Linked DNA regions of Urocitellus parryii: region 1 is linked to region 2. The links are chromatin contacts, called in public Hi-C maps. All regions are on one chromosome and are shown on one strand. The core of a region is the stretch at or near the end of the contact, and the rest is flanking DNA. Distances in the headings are between cores, read along the strand shown. Region 1 holds the start of Jade1 (jade family PHD finger 1). Region 2 holds the start of Pgrmc2 (progesterone receptor membrane component 2).

Region 1 (4,242 bases), core at 1,665-4,164, 380 kb before region 2:
GCTGGAGGGGGTTCCAGCCATCAGCTGCCATCGGATCCAAATGCGACTTCCTGCGGCATCTCTTCCCTCCGGGGGTCACTACCTAAAGTCGGCTTTCGGGGGAACTCTCTTCCGCATCTCAGAAGAAGTTCCTCGGCCCGGGAGGCTCCGGCCGGGCTCGAGCAGCAGTAGAGCCGCCGCCGCAGGCCCCCGCGAGCAGCCCGCCCCCGCCCCCGGGAGCGCCGCGGGCGCCTCGAGCCGCGGCGGCCACCAGCACTTTACAAAGAGGAGCCGAGCGCCTCTCGGCGGGCGGCGGCGCGGGGCGGCCGCGTCCCCTGCGCTCCCGAGCCGGCGGCGGCTCCAAACGGCCCGCGCCGCCGCCGCATTCCTAACGGGCTCCGAGGGCGCGTTCAAATCGCCCGCTTTTTTGTCTGCTCGCAGCATCCACCGGGCGGCGGGCGAGGCCCCGGGGGCCGGGCCGAGACGCCGCCGCCGCCGCCGGAGTGCGCAGGGCCCGCGCCGCCCCGCCCTCCGCCGCTCCCCGGCGGCCGAGACAACGGCGCGGGAGGCGGGCAGCGAGGCCGGCGCCCCCGCCGCGACCGGGCCCGGCGCCGGTGACACCTCGGCGCGGCGCGAGCCGACCGCTCCCTCCGCGGCTCGCCCCCGCCGCCGCCCTCTCCGTGGCGGGGCGGCCGCCGCCGCGCTCCCGCCCGCCCGCCGCCGCTGCACCAATCCGCTCGGCCCCAGTTGCAAATCAAACGCTCCCTCGCGTGCACAAGCCACTAGCGCCGCTGGAAACGGCCGCGCCGGCCCCCGCCCGCGCCGCTCCGGGGCGGCACCTTCGGGCCGGGCCGGGCCGGCCGGCGAGAAACGGCTGCGAGCGGCGGCGGCGGCGGCGGCCCCGAGCGGGCTCGGCTCGGCTCCCGCCCCCCCAGACAGTTCTGGAAACTGTGGATCACCTCTGTCACAGGAAGCCATCCGGCGAGGAAGGCGGCGCGGAACCAACAAACAGACGCCCGCGGACGCCCGCCGGAACCGGCGCGGGGACCGCGGCGGCTGCGGGCCGTTCCCGGCGGGGCGCGGCGGCCGCCCCCGCGCCGCGGGCTTTGTGCGGGGCTCCCGCGGCGCGGGCGCGGCGGGCCGGCGTCTCCGCCTCCGCAGCCCCCGCCCCGGCCCTGGCCGCGCCGCGGGGCGGTGAGGTGACGCCTCGGCCGCCGCCCGACCCCATTTCCACACCGGGCCGCCTCTCCTCCAACACGAGAGGCGGGCTACAAAAAGTTGGCCCCGAGGCCACCCAGCACCTGCCCACGTGCCGCGGAGGCTCGCTCCCGGGTCTCCCCCGTCCCTTCCCCCCGCCGCCCTCGGCCGCCAGGTCACCTATTACCGGTGGGTGGGGAGAGAGGCTGCTATTTAAACGCCCGCGGAAGTTGAGGCACCCCCACTGGCGGGTGCCGTGCACCTGCCTCCCGCCGCCGCGCTCCGCCACTTTGAGCAGCAGCCGCGTCCTCGGCCCCGCCTCCTGCCCGAAGGCGGGCGGGGGGGGGAGCGGGAAGGAGGTGGAAGGGATCGAATTTCTCCAGCAAATGGGACCGTTCCGACAGGATTCGGTTCCCCGGTCAACATTCCACATTCCATCCCTCTCCCGCATTTGCAAGCCAGCGCCGAGCAACCCGGAAAGCCTGCTGGCTACTGAACCACAGCCCCCAACTCGCGAACACACACTCACAGGCACAGGACACGTGCACTGTGGAGGGCTTTGCAACTTGCAGTCCCGGGGTACACACTGCACGTTCATTTAAAGCAGCCAGGAGACCAGGAGACCCCACCCCCACAATTTGCAGAGGGTGCCAAAGGTTGCAATTTGCAATCCGTTTTAAGTTCATGATTAATCGGTACTTTGCTCTATCGATGTAACTCCTTCCCAATTCCACCGAGGGAGGGTTTTACACTTCATAGGCGGTCTCACTGTAAGTACAGGTCTGGTCGTTGGAAACCCAATTTGGAAGAATCTAATTGCCAAGGTGTCCCTCCACCCCTGCTCACTGCCCTTGAATTGATGCAATGAATATTTTGGACATGTGGTGACGCGGTGACAAGGGCCAGGGCTGCGGCCGCTCCACAAAGATGTACCTACTCGCACCTACGTTCGGACAAATACGGTCCTTCCCCCATACACACAGGGCCACACACTCTGGATTCATGTATGTACGCGAACCTGCGTTCTGCCATTGCCATCTGTCTACCAAGTTGTTACTAGGCTTTCCACTTTCATGCAGCCTCATGCACTTTGGCTTTTTAAATTTTTCTATGAACTAAACTGCGTTTCTGCTGCTGAACGCGTTTGATTGATGATTCACCTGAAAACCGCATGTTCTTAGCGAATTCAAAAGAAAAAGCTCCGAGTCTTCGCCCCCCCCCAATTGAAAAATAATCATAATAAAACTTACTAATCCAACAGAGATCAATTCTCAGGATCCAGACATCATCCTCTCCTCCTCCTCCGGCCCCCGCCCCGGCAAAGCCCAAGTTACTGGTGGGATAGTAACACTGCGCTCGGCGGCCGCCTCCCTCCCTCCTCGCTACGGATCGAGAACCCAATCTTTTGGCGCCATATTAATGACGTACTATATTATTTCCACTAGGCAGCGACCTTCGGCATTAAATTACTCCCGAGAACTCCCGAGCAAAGCAACAAAACCATCAAATATGGCTGAGCCTTCGGCTCGTCCTGCAGCCGCCGCCGCCGCCGCCGCCGCCGCCGCGGGGCCGGGACGCGCACCCCGACCCACGCGCGGACACGCGCGGACACACGCGCGGCGCGCCCCCCGCGGCCCCCGGGGCCCGCGCGCGTACCTGCTGCGGAGGGCTCCGGCCGAGGCGCTGGGCTCCGCGCCGCCCGCTCGCGCCGCGCCGCATGAGTCCGGGCCGCGGTGGGCGGACGCGCGGGGCGCCGGGCGGGCCCCTGCCCTCGCCGGCGCGCACACAGCCGGCACTCGCGCGCGGAGGCGCTCCCGGCCGGGCGTTTGGCTGGTTATGGAGGAAGGACTGTGTGAATCCAACTCATTTCTGGGTCACTGCTGCCACAGGGGGGAGCACTTTAATCCCTTGCCAAAAGCGGAGGGTGGGGACGCGCGGGCGGAGGGAGCGCGCGGGGCGCCGGCGGCGCGGGGGGCTCGGCCCGCGTTAACTCTTGGCGGCCCGCGCGGGGGCCGGGGCCGCGGGGGCGCCGGGGCCGCGCAGCGCTGCCGTCACCTGCCCGCGAGCCCGGAGCTACCCAGCCGTCCGCAGGCCGCGAGGCGGGGATTCAGCCCACCCCTTCCAGCTGCTGTCCCAGTTCCAACTCCTGTCTGACGTCGAGATGGATTCTTTCGAATTAGCTTAAAATTAAGTAGATTAAAAACGTGGCTCTTGAGGGGTGTGACTTCGGTGAAAGATTTTATGTTGAAGCTGAACGGCAAGATAAATAGTTCTTTTGTTTCGTAGTAACAGTTTTAAGGAGTTGTGGATTCAAGTGACATTTTTAAATAGATAATCCCGATTCTGGAACCCAAACCCCATCTCTACCCAAATCTGTATTGAACTGATTAATTGCAAGTGAGCCCTTAAAAGATAGCGATTCTGAATGGACACCGTCTCCATGTTATGTTACACAGGGTAACAACTGAACATCTCCTTCCAAATATGAGGATTGAGCCTAATGCTAACATTGGGACTTCAGAGTGATAAAAAAAAAAAAAAAATCAGTTCTTGAAGATTCATTTTCGGGATTTGTGAGTGTGTGTGTGTAAGACTGAGTAGTTTCTGATTTCCCACAGAATGAATGTAAACTTGGTTTTATTTGGAGGGTAAAGTACTCCCTTCATGCATCTGCAAAGGAAATAACCGTGTATGTGACATTCATCTTCAAAAGGAAAAAAGTACAGATTAAAACTCCCATTCACCAAATAGGAACAGTGATTACTAATTGCAAAATTTAATATTGAACCCAAAAGGTATACTTTATACACTGGAATAATTCTGATTAAATCAGATTTGATCTCACACAATCACACCCAACCCACCCACCTACATCCAGAACATTCTAATCTGATAAATGGCAAAACAAAACTAATTGAGCCTTCCAATTATTTTTCAGGAAACAAAGTAAACCAAAAGAAATTTTAAAATATATCCTCTTTTTGCCTCTCCTGTTTCCCTAATGAAGAGTGTAGACTCCCTACACTCTTCAGTCCTATTCATGTGTTTTCTTAATCCTTTTCACAG
Region 2 (4,064 bases), core at 1,507-4,006:
TTACCAGAGTACAGCCAATATTGTGCATTCCTTTCCTCAGTGAACTGTCAGTGAAGATCTGAGTAATGTCTACACTGTGTTCTGTGTATACACCACGCTTCCTTTACCTACCCCAGCCTCAGAGCATACAGCTCTCCATCATACACTCTGCTCCAGACCCACCTAACTTTCCTGTTTTCAGACTCACCCGTCTTTCATTACGCTTTTATATACCCCACACTCCTGGCATCCCTACCAACCCTACTTTCAAGATTTTTTTTTCTTTTCTTTTGAGATGGTGTCTTGCTATGTTGATGAGGCTGGCCTTGAACTCATGTGCTTAGGTGATCCTCCTGTCTCAGCCTCCCAAGGACTACAAGGAGTACACTGGGATAAAGAAATAAACTCAATGTTCCCCACCCTCTTCCTTGACAGCAGAACATCAATGCTGTATTATTCTTTCTTTGAAACCAATCAGGAAAAACAAACCTATGCACAAATAATTCAGATGGAAGGTTAACTCTGAAGGGTCTGAGCCAGGAGTTTTCTCTCAATCAGTACTACCCCTCTAGGAAGCATGTATGGAGAGAAAGAGTAGTTTTTCAGTGTTACAAGGCCTGGGGTGACACTGATGTTTAGAGAGAAGGGACCATGGATGCTAAATGGCAAAAATGCATAAGAACTCCCAAGTCAAATAACCAAAGCAATCATGGTGCTCCCACGCCCCTTGTCAATCACCACTTTAGGGATATCTAGTGACACATTTCTGGTCAAGAAGCTATGAGTGACCTATTATGAAACCTCTGGGGTGCTTCCCCAGAAACAGTTTCTTCCCAATCCTCCATTTCCATCACTGGCACCTCCATTTTCTGTTACAAAGTCTTAAAATAATTTGGACTTCTAACCCTTAAGGTTGGGGTGACTATGAATTTATATTTGCCCATGATATTCTGATTTTACTCCTAGTCTCCCGGTGTAATTGTTAATAGTGCCCACTTTCACTTCCAAAAGTTTTCTAAATTGCAGGGCAGATTATATGGTGGACTTATTTATTCCCACTGAGTCCTGGTCATGCTTGCAAAAAGTACCTGTAACACAGGAGTCAGCAAACTGACATGCAGGTTGTTTTTGTACCTACTGAAAGCCTTTTTTGGGAGGTTGGGGGGAAATCAAAAGAATACTATTTCATGACCACTGAAATTATTTTTAAATTTCAGTGCCTGTAAATAGTCTCATTGGAACACTGCCACACACATTGTCCTCTACAGCTTCCTCATTACAGGGCAGGGTTGTGTAGCTAAGACAGAGACCACCCACAGATCCTAAATCATCTGGCCCTTTGCTGACAATGTTTGCCATGCCCTGCACTAGTTTCAAGTCTCCTTACTGCATGCAAGCTTACAAAAGCCTACTGTTTGCTTCTTCTCCCTTCTCATACTCATATTCTCATACTCATATTCTCATGCCAGATGATCTCTAGAGGAAGAGAACTGATCTTGCCCCATCCATACTCCCAGTGTTTCCTCCAAAGCCCGACAGTACTGTCCTACTCCTTGATCCTAAACACTACAACCTAGATTTCCAGACTTTGCTCCTCTTCCTTTAAAGCCAAATGGACTACTTTGTTTCCCTACCGGGTTATACCCTAAGCAGTCACTGCCCGTCTATGCCTCTCCTCCATTCCATCGGTTCCTCAAAATTACACGAAAACAGTCACTCCTTCGACAGCCTTCATTCATCAAACCGGGGGGAGGCTCAAGAGACACAAGGACAGGCTAGGGCAGGAGACAGCCTGTCAAAGGAGCCCAGTGCACGAAGCAGGCGTGCCCAGAACGAGGCTCCGGAGGTGACATTTACACTGGGATTTTAAAGATGGAGAAGCAGGCCAAAGGACGTCTCCCAGCTGCACTAAATAGGAATAAGGCTGAATGGGCGAGGAGGAGGCCACCTCATCTCCCCACTTCCCCACGCCGCGGAGACCGAGGTACGAGCAACGAGGAGACCTCTGGTCTGGGCTCCTTTAAGGGCATTCTGCATGAGCAGCCAAAAACCGCGGGCAGCGGCGCCCGGCGCCACCGGGATCACCGATGCCAAGGAGCCCCATCCTCTCCGGGGCCGAGGACTCCAGCTCGTCGCCAAAACTTCTGGGCGCTGCCAGGTCTGCACGCCCACGCCGCCGGCGCCCGGGGAGAGACTCGTCGCCGCGCCTCGCAGCGAACACCACGCGGCGGCCTGGCCCCGGCGTCCCACCCGGGACACCCCGGCGCCGCCTCGGCGCACGTGAAGCTCCCAGGCCGGGCGGGAGTCCGCGGGCGCGAACCCGGGCCCGGGGATGGAAGCGATTCCGGGGCGCACGCGCGCCGCGGGGGAGACTGGGCGGAGCGCATCTCCCGGAGGGGCTGCCGAGGAAAGGCGAGCGCGTGGCGCCCCGGAACCCGCGCACGCGCCGTCGCCTCGCCCCGCCCGTGCGCGCGCGCGGCCGGCGCAGCACCCTTTCTTCAGACCCGCCCCCCTCGTGTACTCAGCCGAGCGGAGGCGCGGACGGGAGCGGGGAAGTGTGGGACGAGGTGGGCGGGCAATCGCGCTCGAGCGCGGCCAGCGCAGGAGGGCGGGGCAGGGGAGAGCCGAGACAACGTTACCCGGCCAGCGCCCAATCAGCGGCCGGCCCGGCCCCGCCCCCTCCGCGCTCGTAATTGGCTGGGCAGCCCCTGGTGGGCGGGACCTGTCGTGGGGTTGGGGCGGGCAGGGGGCGGGGAGGAGGAGGAAGGCGCTGGCGGGCAGTGATGGCGGCGGGTGATGGGGACGTGAAGCTAGGCACCCTGGGGAGTGGCAGCGAGAGCGGCAGCGACGGCAGCAGCGGGAGCCCAGGCGGCGCGGGAGCGGCAGCGGAAGGGGGCGGCTGGGCGGCGGCGGCGTTGGCGCTTCTGGCGGGGGGCGGGGAGATGCTGCTGAACGTGGCGCTGGTGGCGCTGGTGCTGCTGGGGGCCTACCGGCTGTGGGTGCGCTGGGGGCGGCGGGGTCTGGGCGCGGGGGCCGGGGCGGGCGAGGAGAGCCCGGCCGCCTCCCTGCCGCGCATGAAGAAGCGGGACTTCAGCCTGGAGCAGCTCCGCCAGTACGACGGGTCCCGCACGCCGCGCATCCTGCTCGCGGTCAATGGGAAAGTCTTCGACGTGACCAAAGGCAGCAAGTTCTACGGCCCCGGTGAGGAGTGGCAGGGGGCGAGGGGCCCTGCGCCGGCAGGTGCGGCCGCGGGCGGCGGCGGCGGCGCGGGCCCCTCGCCCGGCCCGGCCCGGCCCGCCGCGCACGCCCGCCTCCGGGGCGCTCGTCCGCTCCCGTCCCGGTCTCCTCGCGGCTTTCTCTCGAGCTGAAATTTTCAAAATTCCCGTAGTCGTCGCCAGTCAGGCTGGCGCCCGCCTTTCCTGGGCTTTCCGAGGTCTGGGACGGGTGGGGGCAGGAGGGGGCTTCTGGAGTGGAGACCCAAAGTTGTAGGCCTTGGGACTCACACCTCTCCCTGCTTTCCCCCTGCGTGGCCGCCCGTCTGCCTTCCCCTCCGGACCACTCCCCACGAGGCCACGTTTAGGGACACGTAGTTCAAGTCCCAGCCCTCGGGTCTGTGAAGTCCGGGCGCCGTAGGCAACACCTCGGACTCTTCCTAAACCAGTTTTGGTTCGGAGATGCTTTGCCAGATTAACACTGTCTGGGATGAGGACCGACCCGAACGCAGACCTGGCAGAAGACTGGCAGGGACGTGCGCCCTGGAGTGGGGGTGGAGCTCCCGTGCCCAGCAGGCGTGCCTGTCGGGTTTCTTTTTATTTTGGGTTTTTTCCCCCTTTTTTTTTTCCTCCTCTCTCTCCCTCTCTAATAGGAAGAGAAGTATCCGAATACACGTTGATAGTGGTTTATTGTGCATCCCCTTAGCAGAACTGAGGAGAAAAAAAAGTTAGAAGAGCTGTCTGTATATTCAGACCCTCTCTCCATCGGTTCTGGAAGTTAAAGATTTTTTAGAGCTTTACTTTTAGAGACCTGTGTATGTAGGGTAGTTGATTTAGAAGCTCTTCTTTTACAGTGTAGTCATACATTTCAGA

The links. Hi-C and Micro-C count contacts between places; a contact is called where the count stands out from the background.
Region 1: a contact with region 2 is called in a Hi-C map of liver, with 5 times the contacts expected there. The contact joins the promoter of Jade1 here to the promoter of Pgrmc2 in region 2. A contact is called at or near these places in 2 of 2 Hi-C or Micro-C datasets (liver and muscle).

The regions. Positions count from the first base shown.
Region 1 is chr10:7,257,713-7,261,954 of mUroPar1.hap1, reverse strand. Jade1 (jade family PHD finger 1) reads right to left here and starts at 2,914. Exons shown (of 11, transcript XM_026390889.2): 1 at 2,833-2,914.
Region 2 is chr10:6,881,947-6,886,010 of mUroPar1.hap1, reverse strand. It overlaps Pgrmc2 (progesterone receptor membrane component 2), which reads left to right and starts at 2,756. Exons shown (of 3, transcript XM_026390926.2): 1 at 2,756-3,180. The coding sequence starts at 2,763.